Regions from separate parts of the Mus musculus genome. Here all the other regions are linked to region 1. The links are chromatin contacts, called in public HiChIP or PLAC-seq and Micro-C maps. All regions are on one chromosome and are shown on one strand. Each heading gives the region's core, a stretch centred on a gene start, on an enhancer-like site or on the middle of the called end of the contact. The rest is flanking DNA. Distances are from core to core; before and after follow the strand shown.

Region 1 (3,246 bases), core at 307-2,806:
AAAAAAAAAAAGCAGTTAAAATGAACATCTAAAGTGGTGGTGGGAGGTGGCTCCCTATCACCTTCGCCTTTGAAGGGGCGTGGATTAGCAGAACAGAAAGCTAGCCTCAGCTAAATGACAAGTTCACTAACATCCTGGGCTATTTAAGATCCTATCCCAACAAAAGAACACAAACATCGAGGGATAGACATCAGTGAGAGAAAGCCTTGCCACAGTTGATGGTAGGATGGCGACTTCTCAAGGACTCACCTCTGGGAAAAGGCAGGGGTCGTTCTGCAAAAGCAGGATTCGCAGCTGCCCTTCATTGAGGCCAAAAAGCCCCCGGCTTTTCAGGACTTGGACGTTGATAGGTGTGTGGATATCATGGGACAGAGAACAGGTAGACCTAGAAGAGTTCAAAGCAGTCAGGAGGCCGGGTCAAGAAGAGGGAAGAGGCTGGTGGGTCTAACTCTGCCTAGGGCATTTCCACTTCACAAGTGAATTCCCCAAGTACTAATAAAACAATTCGGATTGAGGCAACTCAGCTTCCAGGGGTCATTTCCCTGTTCTGTGAGTACCCTACCCTCAGGCTTTTTTGAGATTACTTATCTGTTTTTGTAAAGACTAAAACGTAATCTTCAGGCCAACAACAGCTGCTGGCCTCTCTTTGTCCACCAACACTACAAAGAAAGCACTAGAAAGCTTCCCGGATTGCTGCAAAGCACTGGGCTTGGGCTATGCAGCACTATGCCCTCACCCCATCCTGCCACCAGTTTCCTGCGATTGGACACCAGATTTTTAAGCGCGAAAGGGCTGTGGTTATGGAAGGAGGGAGAGAAGGGAACAGAAGTTCCGCGGGCCATAAAGCCCCCAGGTGTCCCTCAAGCGGCATTTGGCATAAGTGAATTCAAAAGTGGCAACACGGATTCAACCGGGCTGCTGTTGTGGAACATCCTAGCATCCTGGGACAGGGACAGCAAATTGGGGGGCGGGGGGGGGGTGAATAATAAACCTCAGTGGAGAGACCTTCCATATTATTTCTCTCGGCGACTAGGTGCACAGGGCGGCCAGCGCGAAGGCCTTTGTCCCATCCCACCCAGGCTCGCCGAGAAGCATCCGGAAGGCGCATCCCGCCCGCCCGCACCCACTGCCCCGCTGGACACTGAGGACTCCGCCCCTCACCAGCAGTCGCGGTGGGGGCACTTGCCCAGCATGTGGCGGCGACACAAGTGCAGCTGGTCGCAGCCCTGACACTCCCCGCGCTGGTAGCGGGCGCAGAGGCGCGCGGAGGACACGGCCATCACCCTGCAGGCCGTGGCGCCGCCGCCTGAGCCCGCGCCCGCGCCCTCGCCCGCCGCCACCTCGGCCTCTGCGTCCCACGGGCCGTCGCGCAGCTCCACCTCCTGCAGCAGGAAGCGCTCTGGACCCGCGCGCCGCAGCACGGCCCGCAGCTTCGCCTCCGACAGCTCCACGTGGCCGCGCAGGTCCTGCAGGAACATGCGGCCGCCGTGAGCACACAGCACCTTGGTGAGGAACGCGCACAGAGTGAGGTCCGCCATGGCCCGCCAGCGCGTCCCCGCCAGCCCGGGGCCTCCAGGCTCCTCCCCGCCGCGGCCCCGACCGGAGCCTGCGAGCTGTAGGGGGCCGGGCCTCAGAAGGCAGGGCCTGAGCCCCTGCAACATTCCTGGCTCCTGGGTTCCTGGCAGATACCGGATAACAGGGAGGGCTGCAAAGAATGTAAACTGCTGAAGTGGTTCTCCCAGCCTGGGGGCGCGCGCCTGGAATGTTAGCTAGCACCTGGGAGGTGGGGGCAAGAAAAGGCCGAGATCAAGGCCAGCGTCCTTTGCAAAGGGGAGTTGGAGGCTAGCCTGGACTACATGACACCCTGTCTCAAAAAACCTAGTAAGGAACCAGCACAGTGGGTAAAAACTTCCTAAGTGTTGGGGTCCATGAGTCGCCCCACGAGCTTACACAAACCCCGATTTCAGTCAGATAGGGATGGTTTATTGAACACACACCATAATACTGATCAATCAGCTCCATGCCTCAGATGGGATTGAGCCATGATATTGTTGATTTTTCTCTGTCAGCTTATAAATAAACATTTTTCCTATTGTCAAATTGGTGACAATATACATAAACACCCACTAAACCTAAAAGGATTTTCCTTCCTAACAATGGACAAATTCCTAGCGTATTATTCCTCTACGGAGTGGTCGAGAGATATTCTATGGTTTCGTCGCTATGATTCCTTAATGGAAAAGAACCCTGTTGCTCCTGTAGAACCTGCCTTTCCCTGTGTTCCCTCCCTACTAAGAAACGGTTTACATGGAATCCTTATCTGCTTACCAGGGAGCCCAGCCGAAAATGTAAACTGAGAAGTGGTTCCTTGGGATTACCTTGTAAAGGGTCTGCTCTCAAACAATCCTTCTCTGTTTGCCTCTGAGAGAAGCCGACCTAAGATACAACTGAAAAAAGAAAGATTCAAGTTGAGAAAGGGGTTAGAGAGGAATGAAAACCACATGCACACAGAGAGAAGAGACGTTCAAGCAAGATAGAGATAGGGAAGAATTTTACTTCAAGGGCACTGATGTTGTAAGCAAGTGTATCCAGAAGTTTAATAAGACTGATTCTGTATGTTACAGAATAGATGGACTGGGAAGACAGCCCAGTGGATAAAACACTTACTAGACAAGTGTGAGGCTGGAATTTGAATGCCCAGATCCTATACAAATACAGGAAGATGTGGGGGCCACTTGTAATGCAAGCACTTGGTAGGCAGTGGCAGGATCCACAGGGGCAGCTAATTGGCTAGACTAACCAAATGGGTGAGATCCCGACTCAGCCAAAGACCTTGCCCTTAGAAATATATTCAATTTCAGAATTCTGGATTGTAATTCATTCCAGATTAAAAGTCTGAATGAGTACCGTGAAAAAATTTGAAATTCTGCCATCTTTTCAGAGAGTTTTTAAATGCTAGAGGCCTGATATCATATAGGGGTATGGTAATTTGAATTTGCTTGGCCCAGGGAGTGGCATTATTAGGAGATGCGGCTTGTTGGGTAGGTGTAGCCTTGTTGGAGGAAGTGTGTCACTGTGAGGGTAGGCTCTGAAACAAGTTTTCTCCTGTTTGCCTTCAGAACAATATGTAGAACTCTCAGCTCCTCCAGTGTTATGTCTGCCTGGATGCTGCCATGTTTCCTGCCATGATGATAATGGACCTAATCTCAGAACTAGTAAGCCATCCCCCAATTAAATGTTGTCCCT
Region 2 (3,246 bases), core at 384-2,883, 230 kb before region 1:
GGGGAGGGGAAGAAGGAAAGGAATGTTATAGCACTCCCGTGAAAAGAGGAGAAGGAGGAGGAGGAAGAGGAAGAGGAGGAAAAGGAGGAGGAGGAAGAGGAAGAAGAGGGGGAGGAGGAAAAGGAAGAGGAAGAGAAAGAGGTAGGATAGGAAGCAAGGCTGTAACTGTGTCTTTTCTGTCTCTCTGAAATCCTCTCTCCCTAGATCCACAACCCTGCAGTGTTATATATACTTCCAGTCTGACTAGCTGCTCAAACAGCTGTGGAAGGTACATGGGAGGAACAGATTGTGGCCTTAGAGAGCTTCTAGGCCCCTGCTTCCATTCAACTGTCTTCTCAGACCCTCCACCCACCATGCTGACTCTGTCAGCCACAAGCAATCCAGGATGCTGGCAATGCAAACTCATGATCTCCTCCTTGCTCTTAATACTGAACTCCTGCTTTCCTGAGCAGCCTAAGAAATGCCCTGCTTCGTGTGGCGGGTGAGGGTGGTGGTGGGGGGGGGGCAGCAACACTGAAAGCTGAGGGTCTGTATACTTCATCACCCATGCCTGCCTTTTTAACGCCAAGTCTTCACTCCTAAATCCCTGGCTAGCAAATCTCCACACAAGAGCAAAGCCCATGGCCAACCTCACCCTCTTGGGTACGAAGCTCCTTCCGGGATGCTCAGTTTCTAAGTGCCATACCACCTATTTTCACAGAGCCTGCTGCGTGGCACACCCTCCTCAACATGCATTTAATTGAGCTGGAATTGGACAAGCTATCTCTCTACCACAACCAGTTCAGCTACTGGGTTATCTATTTTTATCTATTGCACAAAGTAGATAAAATGGCTACAGGGACTGCGGAGCTGGCCTAGCAGTTAAAAGTACTTGCTCTTGCAGAAGACCTGAATTCTATTCCCAGCAACCAAACAGCAGCTCAGAAAAGCTAGCTATAACTGCAGTTCCAGGGGATTCAAAGCCCTCTTCTGTCCTCTGCTGCATGAACATATTGTACATATATGTGCATGTAGGTAAAACATCCATACATGTAAAATACTAATAAATAATTTTTTTTAAAAGATTAGCTTATTGGGTAAAATTTCAGGGGCAGCTGTGGTCAGAGCCATGAGCCCTGCAGTCTTTGGATGGCCTGCAAGCATGCCCTAGCAGGCTATAAACTTACTTCCACGTGCCGTTTCTGAACATAGGCTGGACACTCCAAGAGGAGCCAAAGATGTTAAAAGATTTGGAGAAACAGTCGTTGTAGATCAAGCCGGTGTAGATGGAGAAGATACCCATGAGCAGGATCAAATAGCGCCCATTGAAGAAGATGTTCCACATCTGGTCCAGGAAAAAAGGGTGAGTGTCAGTGGGCTCTGAAGTGATACAGGAGGGGAGAGAGACATGGGATATGTCCAGCATCGGTAGTGTGGGGGAGAGATGACATGACTAAGGCAGACATCATATTCCTACACACACGAGCTTATGTAGGTCAGCTAGAGAACCCTGGGCATTTATTCACTGTGCAAACAAAAGCATGTAAGCCTCACATTCTCTCTTTCCACAGAATGCATGGCTGTGCACACTGAGGCCTCATCTACTAAGTGAGCTGGCATGCTGTGGTCTCCAGCACCTCCAGGAGACAGGCCCTGCGCTGGCCTCTGTCCTATCATCACAGGTCTGTATGCCTTTGGGGCTTTGTCTTCACAGAGACAAAGCACAGTTGGGCTTCTATCTGTCACATCTGCTAGGGAAAGCAGCTTCCTGGGGTGCTGGCTGTGGATATCATTCATTCTAAGAGCTGATGACAAGTCCGTTTGCAATTTTAAATGTCCTCCAAGGAAAATGACCTCTGTTAAACTTGTCATGGAAGACTGAATTGGTCACAAGACTGGCCAGGCTTATGATTAACTCACAGTGACATCACGGCACTCCTTCTAACCAACCCAGTATGTGCCAGAGGTCTGTAGCCATTCTTATAGTCTGGAACATAGCTAAGGGCATGGCTCCACTCTGTCAAGTGTATGACCAAGAGCTTATCTGCCATTAACCAACACAGGCATCCGGGGGCCTCTATATTCACAATACTATGGAAGGAGACCATGCCAAAGTCAGTGAGAAGTGAGGTACCATTAATATCCAGGACTCCTTGGGGTTTCTTAAAAGTTCTGCCATGAACAAAATATTCATGGTACTATATGATAGGTTTTAAAGGAAGTTACAAATAATGTGTGATTCTCGATGGCAATTTTTGAAAAGTACATATTTGTAGACAAGCACAAACACACAGAATGGAAATATATTCAAAAGCATTCATCAAGATCTTTCTCTAGGTTTCTGGACTGTAATCTGACACAATTACCACATATTGCTTTTATAATCAGAGTAAAGAAAGTTTTTAAAATATTAAGAGGAGGCTAGATTTAATTCCAGCGTTCCAGAGGAAGAAGTAAGCAGATCTCTGTGAGTTTGAGACTAGCTCCGATTATATAGTGAGATCCTGTCAATAATAATATGATAATAATGGTGGTGATAATTATGATGGTGATGATGGTGGTAGTGGTGATAATGATGATGGTGATGACGATGATGATGTAACAGGTATAATAGGGCTTGGCACACACAAGGCCCTGGGTTTGTTCCCCAATACCCTCAACCATCAACAAAAATCACTGCTTTGAGTTTGTTTAGCATGCAACATAAACCTGGCATAGCAGTGTATGCCTGCAATCTCAGATCTCCATAAGTAGAAGCAGGAAGCTCAGAAGTAAAGAGTTACCCTTGACTATACAGTGAGCTTGAAGCCACGTGTGGATAGATGAGACTCTGTCTCAAAAGGATATAAATAAATAAACAAATCAATAAAATTTAAAAAGTAAAAGCCAACGTCTTATAATGTCACAAAAAGAAAAAGAAAAAAGATGTGTTCACTACAGCAAGAAACCCCACACTGATTAAGAGTTTTTGTTGAATCGAGTTATTTTTATAAATATATGTTATTCCTTATAGTGACAATCACATGCATATGTTTAAAAAGATTGATTCTTACAGTTATTTCTTATGTGTGCATCTGTGTGAGTACATGCCACATATGTGCAGGTGCCTGAGGAGGTCAGAAGAGGGCGATAGATCCCCTGGAGCAAGAGAGTGACTGGTGCTGGGGAACCACACTCAGCTCTTATAGAGGAGCATTAGCACTCTGAAGTGCCGAGCCATCTCTCTGGCCCTCACATATACAATTTGTGTCTGTCTTTTGTTTGTTC
Region 3 (3,246 bases), core at 502-3,001, 190 kb before region 1:
GCAGAGCTTTCAGTGAGCTAGACTGCAGCCATAGTGATCCTTACTGGGCTGTGTGTAGGTACACAGGGGATAAAGTTCTGAGCTAGCCCTGCTGCCACTGGAAGAACCCATCAACTCCCATCTGCATATGCAAACGTCAACATGCAGCTAGACGTCACTTCCTCTGTATGCTCCTCCCCTGCCCGCCCCCCCCCCCCCCCCCCCCGCTCCAAAATAACCACTATCCCTCCCCTCTTTCCATTACTGTCTTTCCATACTGCATTCAAGTTCTTCCTTGCTTGGTCTCTGATGGAGTGTGCGCTCCTCAAGGACAGAAACCATGTCTGTTACCTCAGAGTCTCAAATGGCGCTCCTGGGCGCTTTTCACCCTCAGGGTTGAGTGTGGAACACACCGATGCAACACACCGATGTCAGCTCCCTCTTCTCCGCTTTCACTTCCTGAGATTTCAGTTACTTGGCCTCAGTTATACGCTGTTCATATTAAGTGGAAAATTCCAGAAGCAATTCCTAAATTGTTATTATTGTTGTATTTATAAGCAAGACTCCTTTTTAAAAATTTTATTTCATGTGTATTGGTGTCAGATACCCTGGGACTGGAGTTACAAACAGTTGTGAACTGCCATTGTGTGCTGGGGATTGAACCCAGGTCCTCTGGAAGAACAATTAGTACTCTTAACCACTAAGCCATTCCTCCAGCACCCACTATTTTGTTCTTGGAGACAGAGTTTCTCTGTGTAGCCCTGGCTGCCCTGGAACTCACTCTGTAAACCAGGCTGCTCTCAAACTCAGAGATCCATCTCTCTTTCAGGCATGCCGAGATCAAAAGCATGCTCTACCACCACTACCACAACCAGGCATTCCTAAGTTTTAAATAGTACATAATACATTGTTATAATTGCTGCTTAATTATTAGTTGTGTTAGTAATCTTACTATAACCATAAATTAAACGTTACCATAGGTATGCATTTCTAGGAAAGTGCGTACGTGCAATGCATGCGCGTGTATTCCAGCAGTATTCATGGTTTCAAGCATCCACTTGAGTTCTTGGAATGTACTGCCTTAGGTAAGGACACTTAAGAATACTGTCAGTCAAACATTTAGGCTAAAAGCAGCAGTCACAGATTGCCACTACTCAGTTCAGGACCTTCACACAGCCTCCCTCTTGCTTCCTGACACAGGCACAAATCTCCCTATCCAGAGTGGGACCAAATTTATCTATGTCAGGGTCACAGTGGGCTTCAAAGGAGTTTCCTACTGCAGGGCCTCTTTCTCCTCTCCACCTGTCAAAATCCTATGCATTCCTCAAGGCCCTGTCTGAATGTCATTTTGCTCCCTAAAGTGTCTCATCAGCAGAGGTGACTGGACTCTTGTTGCTGATGCCCAGAGTCCTTAGTCATGCAATCACTTCCCAGGTTGCTCAGGATCTTGGGTTTCTGTAATGCCAACACGCTAAGCTGGGGTGTTTGCAGGTTATAGCATAGTTCAGTGCACACAGCTGCAGGTAAGCAATAAATAATTGATAATTACTCAAATCAATAAGTAATTGATTTAGAGAATCTACACTATGCCTGCAGCTGAAGCAACAGCAAGTGCAGGTCTAAGGGAATCGCCTCCCTCTTCCTCAATGGGAACTCTTGTCTCAGGGAAGGAGGCCGGGATTGCCCCTCCCCTCCCCCAGCCACAGTTACAGAGGCAGGTGTGACAGGCATTTCACCTGGCTCCACCTTCTTTCTTTACCCCCAAACACTGAACAGACTCCCAGTTCCTGCAGGACAGGAGTCACCTCAAACCCAGCACACACAGGACACATGTTCTCCACCCCAGGGCACCTCTGCAGCAACATGGCCCAGTCAGGTGTCTTCCTCCGAAACCCTGGGCACCTCACCTCTGCCCCGCAGGCCGCCCTCCTCTTCAGCCTGGTCCTCACCTCCTTCCACTTATCCTGCGGTACAGGTAACAGTAGTTCTGAGCTAGTTCTTGGCCACCTTGGAAAGGGGAGGGCAGGACTCAGGGAAGGGGAGGATTCCTTGGCCAGGGTTGGTCCTGCCCAGAGGAAAGAGGAAACGGGAGTCCCTTCCCTGGAGGATTAGAAACAGAGCCGGCAGGGGTGGGAGTCAGCTGGGGGCGTCTTGGGTTCCTGGCAATCAATTCCTTTGGTAGGACAGCAGCAATCACCCCTGTTGACCCTTGCCACAAAACAAAACACAACAAACAAATTTGCCAATTTGCCAGCAGGCATCTCACTCATCAGGGGACCAAACTTGTAGAAAGGGGTACGGCTGGCTCCCCTGCTATTTCCCATAGCTCTTCCAAGGCTCCCTCAGGATGGACCCTCACCTCCCCTTAGCACCGCCGCAGAGGCTCCTTCCAACCCGGACTGCCCGGGCCAATTTGAAACTGGACCGCTGCTACCTCGGCTCTCTAACCTCCTCCTACCCCTCCCCCTCCCTGCGCCTCCTCAGGGCTGGCATCAGAAGCACAGCACAGTTTCTCACCCTGGGTAGTTTCTTTTCTCACATGGGAAGAGGCTTAGCTTTCCTAGCTGGGTTCTACACCTGAGCATCTAGCAGTCTGGCTTCGTCTCTCCTGATCCTGGCACTGACCTTGTCTCAAGCTTCCTTGGAGTGACCCCACTCCCTGGCACACCCTTCTCAATACTCTGTCATCCTGAGTCTCTAGTCTAGGAACTGTCAGAAGGCTCTTGGGACCCTTCAGAGCTACAGAACCTTGACGCCTCTCTCCTCATCTTGCTTATTAGCTGTGTGATCTTGAGCAAATTACTTTACCTCTCTGTGCCCCAGATTCCTTGTTTATAACACTGGGGAGTCAAGGGTGGTTTGTGATTTATTTTGTAAAGAGGAGATGAGTCACAGCTTGTAAATAATTTACAACAAAACAAGCACACAGTTAATGCCAGCAGCTATGATTATTATCAATTTATCAACCACATACTGATACATTGAGGGGGCGAGGTTTTATGGTTGTTCTTCTTCTGTTTACCATGACAGTGCCTTTTGGGTCTCCCCTAGTTCACCAATCCCTGGTTGGTTCTTAGAACACTGAAGGGTGATATTCAAATATAAAGCCCCTGATAAAAAGAGAGTTTTGACCTCTAAGAATCGCAACCTCACAGGATTCAAGCTAATACTGGCATCTCGTTAATTTTCCCCCCATTCATTTACTCTGTCCTGAGAATACTCCCACCCTAGGTGGAGAGACAAGCTAATGACATGACTTGGTTTTGA
Region 4 (3,246 bases), core at 244-2,743, 150 kb before region 1:
CTCCTCGATGGACGGCTGAGGCGGGATGTACTGAGAGGCTGAGAAGGGCAGGCCGGGATACCTGCCCAGCTCTGTAGAGGAGGGTGTCTGGACATCAGCTGGGAGGTCAGGATCAGACTGTGTGAGAGGCAAGGGGGAGAATGACATGTGTGCTTCCGTGGGGCATGGGGTGGAGTGTGAAGCTAAATTCTGGGGCAGAGTGGAATTTAAAAATGGTCCTACTTTGTGGGAAAGGGTTTGTCATAAGAATTAAAAGTCATCTCTCTTAATAGGCATCATGTTTTATATGAGGCAAAGATGTCAACTGAGAAAAACCCAATGAGAATACTTCACAACTTCTTTTCTGTAAAACTCAACCGTAAAATAGATGTCAGACCCGGGGAAGGACATCTTCACTGAGAAGCCTAAGCAGCCACAAATCAGACTTCCAAGTAAACACACTAAGGAGACCCAGGCAACTTTCTGTGGCTGTGAAAACCAAAGGTAGAACAGACTATGTGTGTGTAGAAAGAATTCAGTACCCATTTAAAAACTGTTCACAATAGTAAAGACTAACAAATAGTCAGAAACCATGTCTCTAAAATAAAGGTATCTGAGTAATTAAGAAAAGTTTAATGTCCTGTCCCCACTATTTAAGAGATAAGAATCAGAGAAACAAGGTGGCATTCCACCCCCCCCCCAATCTTCCCTCTTTTTCATTTAATTTACTGAGACAGAGTCTCTCACTGGCCTGGATCTTCCTATGCAGACCAAGCTGGCGCCTTGAACACACAGTGATCCCCCTGTCTCTGTAGTCAGTGCTGGTATTAAAGGCATACAGTACCATGCCCAGCTAAAGATTTATTTTAAACCCTGTGTGTGTGCGCGCCTAAACGTCAGAGTCCCAATACTCTAGGCCCCTCCCTTCTCATCCTTCCTGGTCACACTTTAAAGAAGGAAAGACAGAGACAGTTTAATTTTTGGAGCAGGACAGACAGGTTCAGGCTGGGAAGGAAGGGTGGTTCCTTTGGGTTCCCACTGGCACAGAAAACCTACCAGAAAACCAACAGAGAGCCACAGGTCAGAACTTCCCACGCCTCTGTCTCCTTGTTGCCTCTTGAGAATTTGAAAGTCAAGCGTCCCTTTCCCACATCCCACCCTTTGGCGATGTGCTTCACGTGGGGACGGAACTCAACAAACGCAAACCCATGGACTTAAGGTTTCCTAAGGAAGCTTGGGTTAGAACTTAAAGTCTACTCTCTTGAATTCAGGTCTGCTGACCCCATTCTGCTTCAGGGCCCATTCATTCAGACGCGGACAGCCACCAGCTCATCCCAGACGGGGTACCAAAACCACAAGCAGTCCTCCTTAAGTGTAGCTTGGTGAGCCAAGTTTAACTTGGATTTCTTTACAGAAGTGAGGCTTAAAGGCGCATGGGCAACCGCCTGACAGCAGGAAAATTTTCATCCTGGCAATGATTAATCCTAAGGGAGGGGCCTTGAGTTTCCTGGGCCTGCTCCTGAGATGCTCAGGAAAAACACAGCTGCTCTGATCTCAAATGGCCATGGTCATGTCATGCCCAGAGGACAGCATTTTACAACAGATTCCTGCTCCTGTCATTCTTCAGACGACATCGTAGGTCATGTCCTGCAGTGGCTATTTTGCAGTCCTTAGTGGGCTCTTAAAAGACTGGCTTGACATCCTGGTTTAGCTGTGTGCCTGCTGCCCTGGTTTAATCATTAAGAGAACTTCCTTTCCCTTCCAGGAGCATCTACTTTGGACACTAAATGACAGTAAGGGCTCAACAACCTTGCAGCTTTTGTTGCTGATGTTGTTTTAAGGAGACAGAGCCTCTCTCTCTCTCTCTCTCTCTCTCTCTCTCTCTCTCTCTCTCTCTCTCCAAACTCCTGAGCTCAAGCCAGCGGCTTGGCTGCCGCCTCCCAAGCGGCTGGGGCTGTGCATAGGCACCGGCAGGCCTGGAGCCAACAAAAACTTTCAGTCAAGAGCCAGACAATAAATATTTTAGGTTCTTCAAGTCATAAAAAGTTGGTCACAACCCAACTCAAAAAGCAGCCAAAGACAGCATGCAAGCAAGGGTGTGGCAGTCTTACAAAAAGGCCCAGTGTTGACCAAAACAGCAGCAGGCTGGATGTAGCCTGAGGGCAGAAGTCTTCCGGGCCTAAACCTGAGAGATGACTGCATAAGCAGACAGGGTTGAGGATTTGGGGAGACAGCCCTCAAGGAGAGGTTATTTTGAGAGGAAAAATGGAAAATTCCAGATAATTTCAAACTATGTAGTACACATATGGTCTTAAAGGTAAAAGAAAATCTAGCTAGTGAAAGGTAAACTCTGAGAAAGGCATTATTTTTAAAACACACATCACAGAATTTTAGGGAGAGTAAAAAGTTAAGGACATCTAGGGAGGATTTTCTGAGCAGGGAATCTTTGGAAAGGCAGCCCTGGAGGCAAAGTAGGAAATCCTCTGAGGAAACCCTTGTACTTTCTGTGAAAGGAGAAAATGGAGAAAACAAAGGGCGATCCAAGCCAGGCCCCACGGCTTCCATCTGCCTTCCCAGTAGGAGATTGCTTGAGCTAGTAATCTGAGGCTAGCCTGGGCAACATAACAAGATTGTATTCCCCCAAATTAGGTTAAACCCAAAAGGAGGGTCCAGGACACCATGAGGAAAGCCTGCGCTGGTCATCAATGAAGACAAAGGAAGAGTCCAAGGAAAACCAACCTCCCTCCCTACAGAGAACTCAGTTGGAGGCTGGAAAACAAGCATCAACTGCTGGCTCCTCCGAGAAGCCAAGCCCAGGCTGCTAGCAAAGGCTGTGTGGGGAAGGAGGGAATGCGGTGTCCATTACTAGGCCTATGAAAGGACCAGGTGACTATACTAAGACTACGAGTACAGTTTCTACACACTGAGCGTACCACCACCAGTGTTTGGAGTGTTAGGACATATGCTTCCAGCAGAACAGGAACACCCATCTGTTGCCAGAAAAGCTGGAGTGACTCTGTGTGTGTGTGTGTGTGTGTGTGTGTGTGTTTCCTCCCTGGTCAGGGGGACCTAAATTCAGAGAAAGGAAGAGAAACTGCTTGCTCCTTTGCTCTACAGGGGCATCTGTAGTTAGCAGCGACTGCTCACAAGAACCCTCGGGAGGGGGTGACAGGGGTCAAGTGAGGCTTCAGAGCTCCCCGAGCTCCCAGGGAGGAGCCTGTTGCTTCCTGATGAGCTTGAAGAATCAGACTTTAGCCAATGTCAGCA

The links. A called contact is a pair of places that touch in the nucleus more often than the background predicts. HiChIP or PLAC-seq counts read pairs in DNA pulled down with a chosen protein or histone mark.
Region 2: a contact with region 1 is called in an HNF4G HiChIP or PLAC-seq map of pancreatic cancer cells. The contact joins the enhancer-like site here to the promoter of Zc3hav1l in region 1. A contact is called at or near these places in 4 of 39 promoter capture datasets (the 3T3-L1 cell line, the C10 cell line and embryonic stem cells), 1 of 484 Hi-C or Micro-C datasets (embryonic stem cells), 4 of 115 datasets of contacts at active chromatin or transcription factors (embryonic stem cells, extraembryonic endoderm stem cells, large pre-B cells and 1 more) and 1 of 9 other capture datasets (embryonic stem cells).
Region 3: a Micro-C map of embryonic stem cells shows a contact between it and region 1, with 1.6 times the contacts expected there. The contact joins the promoter of Tmem213 here to the promoter of Zc3hav1l in region 1. A contact is called at or near these places in 3 of 39 promoter capture datasets (3T3-L1-derived adipocytes, embryonic stem cells and liver), 1 of 484 Hi-C or Micro-C datasets (embryonic stem cells) and 4 of 115 datasets of contacts at active chromatin or transcription factors (all in embryonic stem cells).
Region 4: a contact with region 1 is called in an H3K27ac HiChIP or PLAC-seq map of extraembryonic endoderm stem cells. The contact joins the enhancer-like site here to the promoter of Zc3hav1l in region 1. A contact is called at or near these places in 7 of 39 promoter capture datasets (the C10 cell line, Sertoli cells, cranial neural crest and 2 more), 14 of 484 Hi-C or Micro-C datasets (the 3T3-L1 cell line, the Ba/F3 cell line, the C10 cell line and 6 more), 10 of 115 datasets of contacts at active chromatin or transcription factors (SST interneurons, craniofacial prominence, embryonic basal ganglia and 6 more) and 2 of 9 other capture datasets (embryonic stem cells and pancreatic islet).

What each region holds. Positions count from the first base shown.
Region 1 is chr6:38,297,703-38,300,948 of GRCm38.p6, forward strand. It overlaps Zc3hav1l (zinc finger CCCH-type, antiviral 1-like), which reads right to left and starts at 1,557. Exons shown (of 4, transcript NM_172467.3): 1 at 1,162-1,557; 2 at 250-385. The coding sequence starts at 1,538.
Region 2 is chr6:38,070,683-38,073,928 of GRCm38.p6, forward strand. Atp6v0a4 (ATPase, H+ transporting, lysosomal V0 subunit A4) reads right to left here. Exons shown (of 21, transcript NM_080467.3): 13 at 1,167-1,324. Among named protein-coding and RNA genes, the nearest start is that of Svopl, 25 kb to the left of the region's middle. Within about 2 kb of position 1,634, at least 35 of the 459 cell types and tissues checked have an H3K27ac peak or open chromatin away from gene starts, as enhancers often do. A contact at or near this core is called in extraembryonic endoderm stem cells and pancreatic cancer cells, where this site is marked.
Region 3 is chr6:38,107,602-38,110,847 of GRCm38.p6, forward strand. It overlaps Tmem213 (transmembrane protein 213), which reads left to right and starts at 1,752. Exons shown (of 3, transcript NM_029921.1): 1 at 1,752-1,954. The coding sequence starts at 1,810. The region is part of intron 1 of Atp6v0a4 (ATPase, H+ transporting, lysosomal V0 subunit A4); the gene reads right to left.
Region 4 is chr6:38,142,793-38,146,038 of GRCm38.p6, forward strand. D630045J12Rik (RIKEN cDNA D630045J12 gene) reads right to left here. Exons shown (of 20, transcript NM_194061.3): 16 at 1-117. Gm52858 (a long non-coding RNA gene) reads left to right here. Exons shown (of 3, transcript XR_003956278.1): 2 at 1-483; 3 at 2,629-3,246. Among named protein-coding and RNA genes, the nearest start is that of Gm52858, 4.4 kb to the left of the region's middle. Within about 2 kb of position 1,494, at least 101 of the 459 cell types and tissues checked have an H3K27ac peak or open chromatin away from gene starts, as enhancers often do. A contact at or near this core is called in embryonic fibroblasts, embryonic stem cells, extraembryonic endoderm stem cells and 4 more, where this site is marked.